Regions from separate parts of the Mus musculus genome. Here region 2 is linked to region 1. A link is a contact called in public HiChIP or PLAC-seq data. All regions are on one chromosome and are shown on one strand. The core of a region is the stretch at or near the end of the contact, and the rest is flanking DNA. Distances in the headings are between cores, read along the strand shown. Region 1 has its middle 21 kb from the start of Fis1. Region 2 has its middle 9.4 kb from the start of Mir702.

Evidence for each region. HiChIP or PLAC-seq counts read pairs in DNA pulled down with a chosen protein or histone mark.
Region 2: a contact with region 1 is called in an H3K27ac HiChIP or PLAC-seq map of embryonic stem cells, with 12 read pairs. The contact joins two enhancer-like sites. A contact is called at or near these places in 2 of 39 promoter capture datasets (hippocampal neurons and macrophages), 1 of 15 datasets of contacts at CTCF or cohesin (large pre-B cells), 9 of 484 Hi-C or Micro-C datasets (the Ba/F3 cell line, the N1E-115 cell line, bone marrow and 6 more), 5 of 115 datasets of contacts at active chromatin or transcription factors (the SCID.adh cell line, embryonic stem cells and extraembryonic endoderm stem cells) and 4 of 9 other capture datasets (adipose tissue, embryonic stem cells, liver and 1 more).

Annotation. Positions count from the first base shown.
Region 1 is chr5:136,937,997-136,944,630 of GRCm38.p6, reverse strand. No RefSeq gene overlaps it. Among named protein-coding and RNA genes, the nearest start is that of Fis1, 21 kb to the left of the region's middle. Within about 2 kb of position 3,595, at least 13 of the 459 cell types and tissues checked have an H3K27ac peak or open chromatin away from gene starts, as enhancers often do. A contact at or near this core is called in embryonic stem cells, where this site is marked.
Region 2 is chr5:136,997,501-137,004,134 of GRCm38.p6, reverse strand. It overlaps the pseudogene Gm7284 and the pseudogene Gm26989. Among named protein-coding and RNA genes, the nearest start is that of Mir702, 9.4 kb to the right of the region's middle. Within about 2 kb of position 3,269, at least 14 of the 459 cell types and tissues checked have an H3K27ac peak or open chromatin away from gene starts, as enhancers often do. A contact at or near this core is called in embryonic stem cells, where this site is marked.

The DNA of each region.
Region 1 (6,634 bases), core at 2,346-4,845:
ACAGCAGGTGTCCTCCTTCGAGCTACCTGGGACATAGGGACGTCATCTAAGCTACAGATCTCCTAAGAAAAGTTATATGTGTGCACAGGAGCACAAGTGCCCACAGAAACTGGAGGATAGTGCTGTTTCACCCCAGAGTGGGAGTTACAGGTGGTTGTAAGCCACTAGTGTGGGTGCTAGGATCCCAGTTCAGGGCCTTTGAAAAAGAAGTATGTGCTCTTAACCAATGAGCCACCTTGCTAGACCCCCAAAGTGGTTTTTTTCGAGACAGGGTTTCTCTGTGTAGCCCTGGCTGTCCTGGAACTCACTTTGTAGACCAGGCTGGCCTCGAACTCAGAAATCAGCCTGCCTCTGCCTCCCGAGTGCTGGGATTAAAGGCGTGCGTCACCACGCCTGGCTGGTATCATCTTTAAGAACAACATCTACCACCTTTGAAACAGGGTCTCTCCCTGGCCTAGAGCTCACCAATTAGGCCAAACTACGCTGGTGTGTTACTACTGAGCCATGCCCCCAGCCCCTCACTGGGGGATTCTAGGCAGAGAGCCACACCTCCAGCCCCTCACTGGGGGATTCTAGGCAGAGACTCTACCACCGAGCCACGCCCCCAGCCCCTCCCTGGGGGATTCTAGGCAGGGGCTCTACCACTGAGCCATGCTCCCAGTCTCTCCTGGGGGATTCTAGGCAGGTGACCACTGAGAGCCCTTGTGGGATTGTCATCTGGCTCTGTGATAAAAATGCCCTGACAAGCTTATTGTGGTGCTGCATGCCTTTAAACCTACCACAAGGTGGGTAGAGGCAGGAGGATCTCTGTGAGTTTGAGCCCAGCCTGGTCTACATAAGAAATTCTAGGCCAGCTAGAGCACCATCAGAGACCCTGTCTCCAACTCCCAGCCCCCCCCAAAGAAAACAAAAACAAACACCCCCCCCCCACAACAACAACAACAACAAAAGGCCACTCAGGGGAGCCAGGTTAATCTGGCTCATGGTCTCAGGTAACAGTCCTCACAGCAGGCATGCTGCAGAGGCAGGAGCTGCTGGCCTTGTCTTACTAAGTAGTTTCATGATGGCCTTTAACTCTCCCATCCTCTGGCTCCACATCTGGAGCACCAGGTGGGATGGAGCCCAGAGTTTCCTCCAGGCTAGGTGAGAACCCGCAGCTGGGCTGTGGTCCACTTGCATTGCTATGCTGGCTCGGCATGTTTTAGCTCTTCAGTGCTGTGGGTTGAACTGTACACATATTAAATAATGCGTGCATCCTGTTCCAGAGGCCAACTCCCCAGACCTTTTATATGTTCATTTCGAGAGAACTCTATACTTAGGAGACAGAGGCAGGCAGGTCTCTGTGAGTCTGAGGTAAGCCTGGTCTACATAGAGAGTTCCAAAGTTACATAGTAAAACCCTATCTCAAAAAAAAAAAAAATTCCTTCTGAGATCTCAAGAGATTCTCAAAGAGTTTGGGCTGGCCTCGATCCTCCTGCCTCTGGAGACCTGGAATCGTGGCTTTGCACCACTGTGCTTGGCCTTTAATATTTCTTCAGATATGAGCAGAGTCCCTCCATGAAGCTGTCAGGCCTGGAGATTTCCTTTGTTTGAGTGTGAGGCTAGAGTTAACAGAGAAGGTTTTCTTTTTTTTAAGCACAGTTTCACATATCTCCGTAGCCATGGCAATGACCCCTGGTCAAATTCTGAGAACTAGAATCCTCACTGAGAGATTGGTAAGAGGTTCTTTTCTGTGCCCAAAATAGAATCAAGAGGAACCAGGCAGCAAACCAGCACTGAGGGGCACACCTGTAGACTGAGCCCCTGAGGGGTGGAGGCAGGAGGATGAGGAGCTCATTTGGGCTACATAGCTTGAGGCCAGCCTGAGCTGGGCTACATGCAACCCTGGGGCAGAAAAAGATGAACTAAGGACTGGAGAGATGGTTCAGTGGGCAAGAGTGCTTGCTTTGCAAACATGGGGCTCTTAGTTCAAATTCCCAGCATGGTGTAAAAAGCTAAGCATGGCTGTTTGCATGCCTGTAACCCCAGGACGGTCAGGGTGGTGGAGGGACAGGACTTCGTAAGGGATCCCACATGTACTGTAGTGACACCTTGTCTCAAGGCAGTAAGGTGGGACAGCCGAAGTCCTCTCCTTATTGGCATATGCAACTGCACACACGAGCACATACAACAAACATACCTACAGGAATTTAACAGAATGATGAACTAGGCTGTCCTGGTAGCTCTGGTTTGGGTCTGGAGGTGGGGCCTGGTTGGAGGAAGTCCATCACTTCGGACTTGTAAAGACTTCAAGCATCCCTGGTCCAGACTCGAGGAGGAGAGCAGCTTAGTTTGCTACCTGCTTCCTGACATGAATGACCTCTGCCTTGACCCAAAGCAGTCAGAGCCTGGGCCGACACCCGGGCTTGAATGCACTCTTCTAGGTGAAGACCTCGGACATTTTGTCAAAGTAACAAAAAGCTAACAAGGGCAGGTTTACTTTCTAAAATGTGTGCTGTGTGCTGTGTGTGAGCATGTGATTATGTTTGACTCTGCATGTTGTCACAGGACAACTTGGAGGCACCAGGGTCCCTCCCTCTGCCATGTGGTCCCAGGGGTCAGAGCCAGGCTCTCAGGCTTGGTGACAGGTGCCCTTACCCACCGATGCTTCTCATTAGCCCTTTCTGTGTGTGTGCATATGTGTACGTACCCACATTTGCAAATGCAGAGGGTCCTGCTCTATCACCTTCAGCCTTTTGCCCTGGAGACAGGCTCTCTCGCTGAATCTGGAGCTGGACTGGCACCTGACAAGCCCCAGAATTTGACTCTGCCTCCACAGCCCTGAGCTCACAGGGTTACAGTGTGGCCTTGACTGTTTTTTGGTTTTTGGTTTTTCGAGACAGGGTTTCTCTGTGTAGCCCTGGCTGTCCTGGAACTCACTTTGCAGACCAGGTTGGCCTCGAATTCAGAAATCCGCCTGCCTCTGCCTCCCAAGTGCTGGGATTAAAGGCGTGCGCCACCACACCGGGCTTTTTTTATTTTTTTATTTTTTGGCCTTGACTGTTTTATGTGGGCTCTGGAGATTTGAACTCGGATCCTCCTGCATCAAGCACTCTTACCCAGAGAACCATCTCTTCAGTCCCCCAGCATTTTAAAAGTAGGCATGAAGATTCACTGTACTCACCTGTGGCTTTGTATGGGAGCTTGGTGGTCACATAACAGGCACGGGCCCAACTCCCGTGGAGAATTTTGACTTTAGGACTCGTGAGATTTCCAGGACAAGGACATCCCAACCCAGCCTCTGTAGCGGTGAATCTCCTCCCAAATATGCCCCGGCAAAGAAAACACATAACAGTTCATGTGATTACAGCTGTGCGCCTAGACTGGGCAGATCTGCCGCTACACTACCATCTTGCACATCTATGAGACCCCTTAGAACTTGCGGTATCTCCAGGCCATGTGCTTCCGCTCCGATCTTCTCCTTCTTCCTCCTCCTCCTCTGCGTCCTCTCCCCCTTCCATTTTCTCCTTCTTCTCCCTCCCACCTTCTGCTCCACCTTCCCTTTTATCTGCCCAAGCATCAGCTCTCCTTTATTTTACAAATGAAGGTGGGAAACAGGTTTACTGGAAATCACCTGGGTGCTGACTCATTCCTTGTTCCAACCACTCACCAGAGAACAGAATTAACATCAAATATGATTAGCCCCAGGGCTATCCACAACATTTCCCCCTTTCTGTCCAATTAAAAGACTATTTTATCTTAGATATAATTGAATATAACTATCATTATTTTGTAATTTATAAAGTACAAGAGACCTAAACACCCAGTCCTTCATCTTTGTTAGTTAAACAGAACCTCTTATCATCTATCCTTACTTAAAAGCCTTATAATTCTACATCTGGCTGTGTCTTAGCTTTAGATAGGATGCCATCTGAAAACCATCCTCTCAGAACTGTCCTGGCTTGGCTAGGAGACTATGTAGGGTCTCAACCCCATCAGAAATCCAAGACTGACTGATATTAACTGAAAATATATAGAAAGCCTAAAACAGCTTCCAAAACGTAGCCAATCCACAGAGACTGCTGATCACCTGGACAGCCCCTTACTTCAGCAGTTGGAGCATCGGTCTTCAGCCTACTGGCCAGGGTCATCTGACAGACCTAGAGAAATAGGAATATTAAGGACTGGCCTACTCTGTCTCTGCAGAATCAAGCTGTCCTAACCTATAACTGTGTCCTTACTTTGGACAGCATTATGGCTGTAGATGAAATGATGAGGCAATTCTTGCCTAGTGGCTGTTTCGCCACAACTGGAGTAACTCAAAGATGCTCAGTTTCTTCTTTGAATCCCAGACAGACAGGGAAAGCTGTCAGGAACGAACTGGTCTCAACAACAAATGAATAAATAACATTAAATGTCACGTTGTGTGGACTTTGGACGTTTTCGAAAACCAACTATCTACGTAAAGTAATTTAGACTGTTCTCTGTTAACTACTCTCAGCCATTTCTAATTAAAATAACTGAGAACACCCTAACTATTGTTAAACTCAGAGCCATGAATTTCCTATTTGGCTCTAAACTCACAGGCTTAAACATCTCAGATCTGTTTATAATAACAGCAATATAATCACTGTAGTTTGCTCTTGAAACAAGAAAGTGTGTGCTTGACCCCAGCACCCTCCAGCTATTTATATCTCTCCCTGCTGTGTCTACATTGAGTGTATCTACTGAAATAAATCATAACTGAGAAACCACTTTTGTTTGAGTTTTGTGGGGGACTGAATACAAAGATAGAAAGGGTACTGGGGAAGGGGAAAGGAGCGCCTGAGCACACTGCACATGCACAGACACACATAGAAACACACACACAGCTGGGCGTGGTGGCGCACGCCTTTAATCCCAGCACTCGGGAGGCAGAGGCAGGCGGATTTCTGAGTTCGAGGCCAGCCTGGTCTACAAAGTGAGCTCCAGGACAGCCAGGGCTATACAGAGAAACCCTGTCTCAAAAAATCAAAGAAACACACACACACATTCAATTGCTTGCTGAACTCAAAACTATTGTTCTGGGACAGGAGAGATGGCTCAGTTGGTAACAGCACTTGTTGCTCTTACACAGGACCCAGGCTTGGTTGCCTGCGCCTGCGTGATGCCTCACAACCACCCATAATTACAACTCCAGGGACTCTAGCGCCCTCTTGTGGCCTCCACGGGTACTAGGCAAGCCTGCAGTGTTACATGCATGCATGTAGGCAAAACACTCACACACACAAAATAAAACCAATCTCTTTTTTTAAAAACCCACATAAAACGTATAGTCCCAGCGAAGACAAATGACAAATGTACTCCTCAAATGGCACAGACCCACGGGATAGTTCTGAAGGCACCAGCGGGCTTCAGGGAACTTGGTAAGATGACAGAGAAAGGCATTTGTTTTCTGGGAAAAGCTTAAAGCTGAGTGGCTGATGCATAATTGTCTCACAATTTCACGGAAGCCTGAAAAGGGAGGCCCAATGGCCAATGTTATATTTGGTTTCTGTCACGGGGCTAGTTCTAGAAGAGACAGAAAGACAGGACAGTCAGGGCATTGTGGCCCTGTGCGGAGGTCTGTGAAGTCTCCAGTCCTGAGACAGAGTCATGTCACATGACCTCCTGACATTGTTGTATGATGCATTAAACCCCAAAATCTCATTTGAAACTAAGTTCATCAAGGGTCATTACTGAGAACAGGATTTCTTTCTTTTTTAAACAAAATGGCTCCAAGAACCCTAGCTTACATAAGACATCCTTAGGCTCTTGTCTGTCCTGGGCTTCTTGTGCAATTCCTGACACTACTTTTTGTTTAGTTATTATTAACATTTCGGGTTTTCAAGACAGGGTTTCTCTGTGTAGCCCTGGCTGTCCTGGAACTCACTCTGTAGACCAGGCTGGCCTTGAACTCAGAATTTCACCTGCCTCTGCCTCCCAAGTGGGTTTTTTCTTTTGTTGTTGTTTTCATTATATTATCTTTCAACCTCTTTTAAAATCTACTATCTTGTCCCTGTGGACGACTGGCCATAAATAACAGCTCTCTAAGATTTTTTTCAGCCTCAGAGTGACTCTCATTAGCTCCAACTTAACCGCCTCTTTTTCATGGTGTGAATTTTGAAAACAGTAAATGGGAAAGCAATTGTATTAGAAACCAAAGCAAATTACACAGTAAAATAATAAGGTATTGGAGCAGGTTCAAGTAGATTCAAGGGAAGTAGCCAAGTTGAACAGGAATTTAACAATGAAGGCAGAATTTCAAAATAGTTGGGAAAGAGGTACTCATTAGATGGCATTGAAACAATTGGATAATCATGGGAGAGAGGGAAGATTGGATACTTAGTCTACTTGGATCCAACCCAGAGCCTTATACATACTAGGCAGGGGCTCGACCACTGAGCCACGCCCCCAGCCTCTCACTGGGGGATTCTAGGCAGGGGCTCTACCACTGAGTCACGCCCCCAGCCCCTCCCTGGGGGATTCTAGGCAGGGGCTCTACCGTTGAGCCACGCCCCAGCCCCTCCCTGGGGGATTCTAGGCAGGGGTTCGACCACTGAGCCACGCCCCCAGGCCCTCCCTGGGGCATTCTCGGAAAGTTCTTTAATAAAGTTGAAAAAAAATGTTAAATTAA
Region 2 (6,634 bases), core at 2,020-4,519, 60 kb before region 1:
TAGTTTGAGGCCGAGAGAGAAGCCACATTGACTCGGTTAGTGTGAAGAGGGGTGTTGAGCCAGAACAGCTGGACTGACCAGCCAGGCAGAGCTCAGAAAGAACTAGGAAGGGTGAGCTATTTCAACAGCAAGTCTCAGAGGCTGGAAACATTCTGGGCCTAGATAAGGTTATACAGAGGCTAGAAGTTTCCAGGACTAGGCCTAGGTTAGCAGACAGAGGCAGTAAGCCTTGAAGACAATTATTACCAGAAGAATAAAAGACACTTTTACACGTGCATGCAGGCAAACACACATGCACATAAAGATAAAAAGAAATTTAAAAAATTCTAGGTGTGCGGCTGGAAAGATGGCTCAGCAGGTAAGAGTACTTGCTATTCTTACAGAGGACCAGAAGCACCTATGTTGAATGGCTCACACAAGTAACTTTAGACGGGGACTCTGATGCCTTCTTATAGCCTCTAACACACACACACACACACACACACACACACACACACACACACGAGGGTGTTCTGAGTCGGGTCTTGCCGTTTGTATTGAGATCCTATCTCACTCAAGCTGGGAATGACCTTGACACAGAGCAGGAAGCTCAAGAGTCACAGAACCTGTAAGGAGAGGGCATGGACTTGGATGTCAAGGAATTAGAAAAGCCCAGAGTATAACACGGAACCAATGGATCCCTTTAGATGCTGGCTAAGATACTGAACTGCATCCCTCTAGACACTAGGGGTTTGTGGGCTGGGGCTATAACTCAGATATATAGACCTAGACCTAGACCTAGACCTAGACATAGAGATGTGTGTGGTGTCTATGTATATATTGCTGTTATATAACATATATATGATATATATGAATATCAATGACACACGCATATATATACATATATATAATAATTTTATATTATATATATGTATATGTATATATATATATATATATCCCTGGATTTTATCCCTAACACTGCATACTTGATCATACTTGATGGTGCATACTTGTATGCAAGAGGTAGAGGCAGGAGGATCAGTAGCTCTGTGTCATTCTTGGCTACATAGTGATTTCGAGGCCAGCCTAGGCTACCTGAGACCTTGTTACAAAGCAAAACACCTAACTTGAAAAGAATCTGCAGCCCTGCTCACTCATGCCTTCGTGCCAGGAGCACAAAGCCTTTGTGCGGCCGCAGTGTGACATAGTGCTCCTTCAGAACTGTATACAGGGCTTCCCACAAACCCCCAGTCAGGATGCCTGCCCAAGCAGGGCTGTGACACAATGAAGTCCAGACTCTGGCGACTCACAGGACACACAGCCTTTTGTGGATAAAAGTGGGATGCCGTCACCACTCTCTCCCCAGATCCCCAGCCCTTCCAGCCTCACTCTTTAGTACAGAAAGAGCAAGCCTTACGTCCTGATCCTTCTAAGTCCTTTGTTCCCTGCTTCCTATACAGCACACCCGGTGTCCCCTTCTGAGTGGAACCAATGCTAGTGCCAACTTTCTTCCCCAGGGGGGAGTCTTCTGTAGAAGGATCTTGTTAATTATGGAGGGGGTGCCCTATGACCAATGGGTACTCCTAACTTTCATCTTCGGTTTTCATCTCTGTGTTTACTCTGATTAAAAGCAACTTAGAGGAGGGAAGGATTTGTTTCAGTTTGTGGGCTTTGGTCCATCACAGTAGGAAGTCAGTGAAGGAACTAAAGCAGGAATTTGAAGCAGAAACCCCAGGGGAATGCTCCTTACAGGCTCACTTGTAGACACATGCTTAGCTAGCTTTCCTATACAGGCCCAGGGAATGATGCCGCCCACAGTGAGCTGGGTCTTCCTACATCAGTTAACAATCAAGACAATCTTCCACAAAACCACAGGCCAATCTGATCTGGGAAATCCCCCGATTGAGATTCCCTTCTCAGATGGCTCTAGGTTGTGCCACACAAGGCTCACCACTGAACATGAGGTATTCCCCATAGAGAGGAAGATAGCAGAGTCCAGCCAACATGGCTACCGGAGGCCCAAGCCTGGGAAAGAGCTGGGAGAAGGCCTTGCTGTCACTGGAAAATTACAAAAGATTCCTGTGCTCATGATCTCGTGGGGGTGGGCCCGGAGCATGTAGCTCCCGTCTGCAGGTAGCTCTTCGGTTTTCAGTAGCTTTGAGGTGTGTGGAAGATGTCAGGAGATAGAGGCACAGAATGCAGGATGAAGGCCAGGTAAGATTATTCAGCTTGTACAGAAGGTGCCAAGCCCGACCTCCCGAGCTCCACCCCTGAGACCCACATGACAGAAGGAGAAAATCGACTCTGACTGCTACATGCACTCTATAGCATGCACAAGCCCCTCCCCAGACCCCAAATAAATAAAGTGTAAATTAAAAAAAATTTTTAAAGATTTATTTATATATTGTATGTACCTGAGTACACCATTGCTCTCTTCAGACACACCAGAAGAGGGCATCAGATCTGTTACAGATGGCTGTGAGCCACCATGTGGTTGCTGGGAATTGAACTCAGGACCTCTGGAAGAGCAGTCAGTGCTCTTAAAACTACTGAGCCATCTCTCCAGCCCCTAAAAAAATTTTTTTTAACAATTTATTTATTTATTATATGTAAGTACACTGTAGCTGTCTTCAGACACCCCAGAAGAGGGCATCAGATTTCTTTACGGATGGTTGTGAGCCACCATGTGGTTGCTGGGATTTGAACTCAGGACCTTTTGAAGAGCAGTCAGTGCTCTTAACCACTGAGCCATCTAAAAAGTTAAATTAAAAACCAAGAATCCAAGATTACTGCTGGAAAGATGTGTCTTTACCTCACCAAAGTTCAAAGTTCAAGGTCCTAAGATGGGTCCCAGGGTTCAGGAGGTCACTCTTTCATGTCACCCCATGTCTGAGCTCAGGGACCCATCCAGTGCAGGCTCCAGGATGGAGGAAGGTGAGAAGGTGGCAGAGAAAAAGAAGACTGTCTTTCAAGAGTTTAAACTGGTTACCTTGATAGGGAACTACAAATTCTCCACGTTCTCACCCTTCAGCGCCTTCCGCCTGCATGCAGAGAGAGGGCAGGGCTGAAGTGTTGTTCTCAGGGAAAACTCCATCTTCCAGACTCAGGCAGATGGCTCAGGGGGCAAGCGTTTGCCAGGCAATCTGGGGACCTCAGATCCCCAGAACTCAGGTAACTGCCAAGTGGGCATGGACGCCTCCTGAAATTCTAGCCTCTGAAGCTGGAGAGAGGAATCCCAGGGCAAACCAGCTAGCAAGAACAGCCATATCAGTGTGCTCTGGGTTTGATTGAGAGGCCCTGTTTCAGTGCTCTGGGTTTGATTGAGAGGCCCTGTTTCACCCTGTTTCAGGGTGGAAAAGTGCTGGGCTCAACCTCAGGTCTCCAAGAGCAACAGGTGTGCACATGTGCAACACACATGAGCACACACACACCTGTACCCACACATATTTGAAAACAAAAACAAAACTGCATGCGCATGCACAAAACACAGACAAGAATCATCTCTAGTGAAGGGTGAAGAAAGGGCATGGCTGAAAAGGAAAGACGTAGGTTTTGTCATGCAGTCAGTCAATACAATCGGCTCCCTCCCCTCCACCCCTGCCAAAGAGCCTTGTGGTCTCCTCAGGCCCTTTCCTGGTGCCTGGTACCCACAAGGGTCATAGGTCAGCCATATGTCTTCTAATCCCCCTTTCCTAGTCCCCTTGTCTCTGGGCCCCCATGCCTGCCCCACCCCCACCCCTTTCCTGTCTCACCCATGAAGAGAAAAGTGAGCACTAACCAGTAGGTGCCTATCACTTTAAGTTGTTGCTTCTGAGGTATTTTCTGATGAGAGAGAAGGGAGGGGGCATGGGAACATCCAACCTAATGGCTCCCATTGCGCCACCAGGACTCCAGGGCCCGGGAAACAGACGGCGAAGGTTTGGGGACGTGAACTCCCAGGGAGCAGCTCACTTCTTTTTTTTTTTTTTTAATTAATTTATTTATTATATGTAAGTACACTGTAGCTGTCTCCAGACACTCCAGAAGAGGGCGTCAGATCTTGTTACAGATGGTTGTGAGCCACCATGTGGTTGCTGGGATTTGAACTCCAGACCTTCGGAAGAGCAGTCGGGTGCTCTTACCCACTGAGCCATCTCACCAGCCCAGCAGCTCACTTCTGAGGTGATCGGATGTTAGACATGGAGACCCAGAACTTTCTAGGCTCCTTTTTGGACTGACCTTTGAACTTCCTTGGTCAATGAGTCTGGGTAAGTTACTGGGAGGATCTTGGAATTGAGAAAGAGAGGGAAAGAGACTATAGAAAGGGGACAGTGCTCGCCTCCCTGGTGACTGAGGCATTAAGGTAGGGAAGCAGCTGGCTAGCCTGCCCACTGGCCACAGTCTCGGGCAATGGTGGGGACCTGAGACTTTGATCTCTAACATTCAGGCCAGGCAGGGCAGGAGGACCCTGACACACAGGCAAGTGCTTGCAATGCTGTCTGTTTGCAGGGAGTGGTCCTGGCTACTAGAATCAGTGAGGACAATGGGGCCCCCTGCCCCTGTGCCCTGTGGCTTATCTCTTTCTCCCCGCCCTCCCCAAACACAAAAACACACTTTTTTTTTTTTTTTTTTTTTTTTTTGGTTTTTCGAGACAGGGTTTCTCTGTGTAGTCCTGGCTGTCCTGGAACTCACTCTGTAAACCAGGCTGGCCTCCAACTCAGAAATCCGCCTGCCTCTGCCTCCCAAGTGCTGCGATTAAAGGCGTGGGCCACCACTTCCGGCTAAAACACACTTCTTGTCTGCTCCCACCTTTAATCATGTCCCCAATCCCACCCTGCAGTTTTTCAGGAAGGCCAGGACACAGGGACATGGACATCAGGACAAGGTGTTGATGAGCAGGGATCCTGTAGTGCATCTTGTGTTCTTCAAACAGCTGTGTGAGATGCTCTACATATAACTCGTGCAACTGGTCCACCTGTTCCTGGCTGGGCCTCGGGCTTCGCTGCACTGGAATTGGGGCGCCCACTGAGGAAGGAACATGAGGGAAGAAGACTGATTGCTGAGACATCCCACTAACCGGGGATCTGCCTGGACAGAGGTCGGGGCCTGCTCCGAGCAAGTGCCAGGCGTGTGAACCAGAAAGCTAGGATGTCGGGCTTTAAGGGAACAGTCCTCTCAGCTGGGAGATGATGAGACAGAGGTACATGGCTCACCAACAGTGTGGATGGGCACGCGGAACGGTATCAGGAGACCCAGGCGACCATGGAAGAGAGACAGAGCCACAGTCAGATTGTCTGAAGTGCCTCCTGTATCCTCCGTACCCAGGAGCCTAGCGGGTTGGGAAACTGCTGGAAGAGGTCATTCTCTCCAAAGGAGAAGACAGGCATGAGAGAGGCCCTGGAGGAACAGGAACAGACACGCACGTGGCTGACGGGGCCTGAAGATACAGGCTCACATTCCTCTCATGCAGGGCAGCTCCGATGGATACGCCCCTGCCGCCACCCGCCCACTCCTCACCCGTGTTCCAGTGATAACTTAATGAATCCTTTCTGATTCCGGAGCCGCAAGCTCACTGTTCCAGGCTTTGCCGCCAAAGCCTCCAGGAGACCTCCCACAGCCAGAACGGCCACCTGGCCACCCTCAGGGTGGGACAAGAGATAGGAAGCGCTAGCCTTGTCAGAAGAAACTAAACCTAGGTGGGAAGGGCAAAGGCTAGACACCACCAAGATAGAGGTAAGCTCAGGAGCTCCCCACCCCCACCCCCACCCCGGGATAAGAGGGACACGGTGACATCAGTGCCCTGATCTTCCTTACCACTGGTCATAATGCAATCTCGGAAGAGAGGCATTTGGAACCAACATGGTAGCGTGAGTAGATGTGGCTTGAGACCCGGAAAGAGGCAGAAGAGGCCTGTGGCCTCTGTACGGAAGTTGCCCCAACAACCAGGACCCCATGAGGATGAAAACCAAAAAGGCAGTTTTGGGATGGATCCAACTCAGCTGTTTTAACGAGCGAGAGAGCAGAGACTATAAATGTATCCCATTTCCCAGTGAGAAATGGCCTTGGAGACAGGAGAGGGTTGGCCACATTTAGCTATTTTAGAGCCCCGTGCATCCAGCAACCCAGCGCACCTTCTGGGACCTCTCACCGTGATGGGAAAGTCATCTCGGAAATACTTCCAGTTGCGGACCCAGGCAGACTGGCGACCCCTCATCCTGGGTATGTGTCAGTCTCGATAAAGCCAGAGCAGGTAGAGAACCACAAGGGTCCAAGCCCGGCCTAGGGAGGCTAGAATCAATGTCACCAGGCATAGCAGGGCTGGAGGGCAAGATAGAGAGCGAGGCTAAGAGCCCAGATGTGCAGGGCTGGCAAGATAGCTCAGCAGGTAAAGGTGCACGCTGCCATGCCTGAGGACCTGGGTTCCATCCCCCAATCCCACATAGTGAAAGGACAGGCCAAGCTGCTCTCTGTTCCACACACATTTGCTGTAGCATAAACATGCCACCCCACAAATATATATACACAATACAATTTTTTTTTAAACAACCCGAAGATGTAATAAGCCCTTTCCTCCCCTCTGGCCCACCCTCCCAGGCCTATGGTATTTAAGCCCTAGATTCCATTAAGGACCCCAGAGGTCTGTTCTACCTCATTAGGATCATGGGAGCAGAGCACC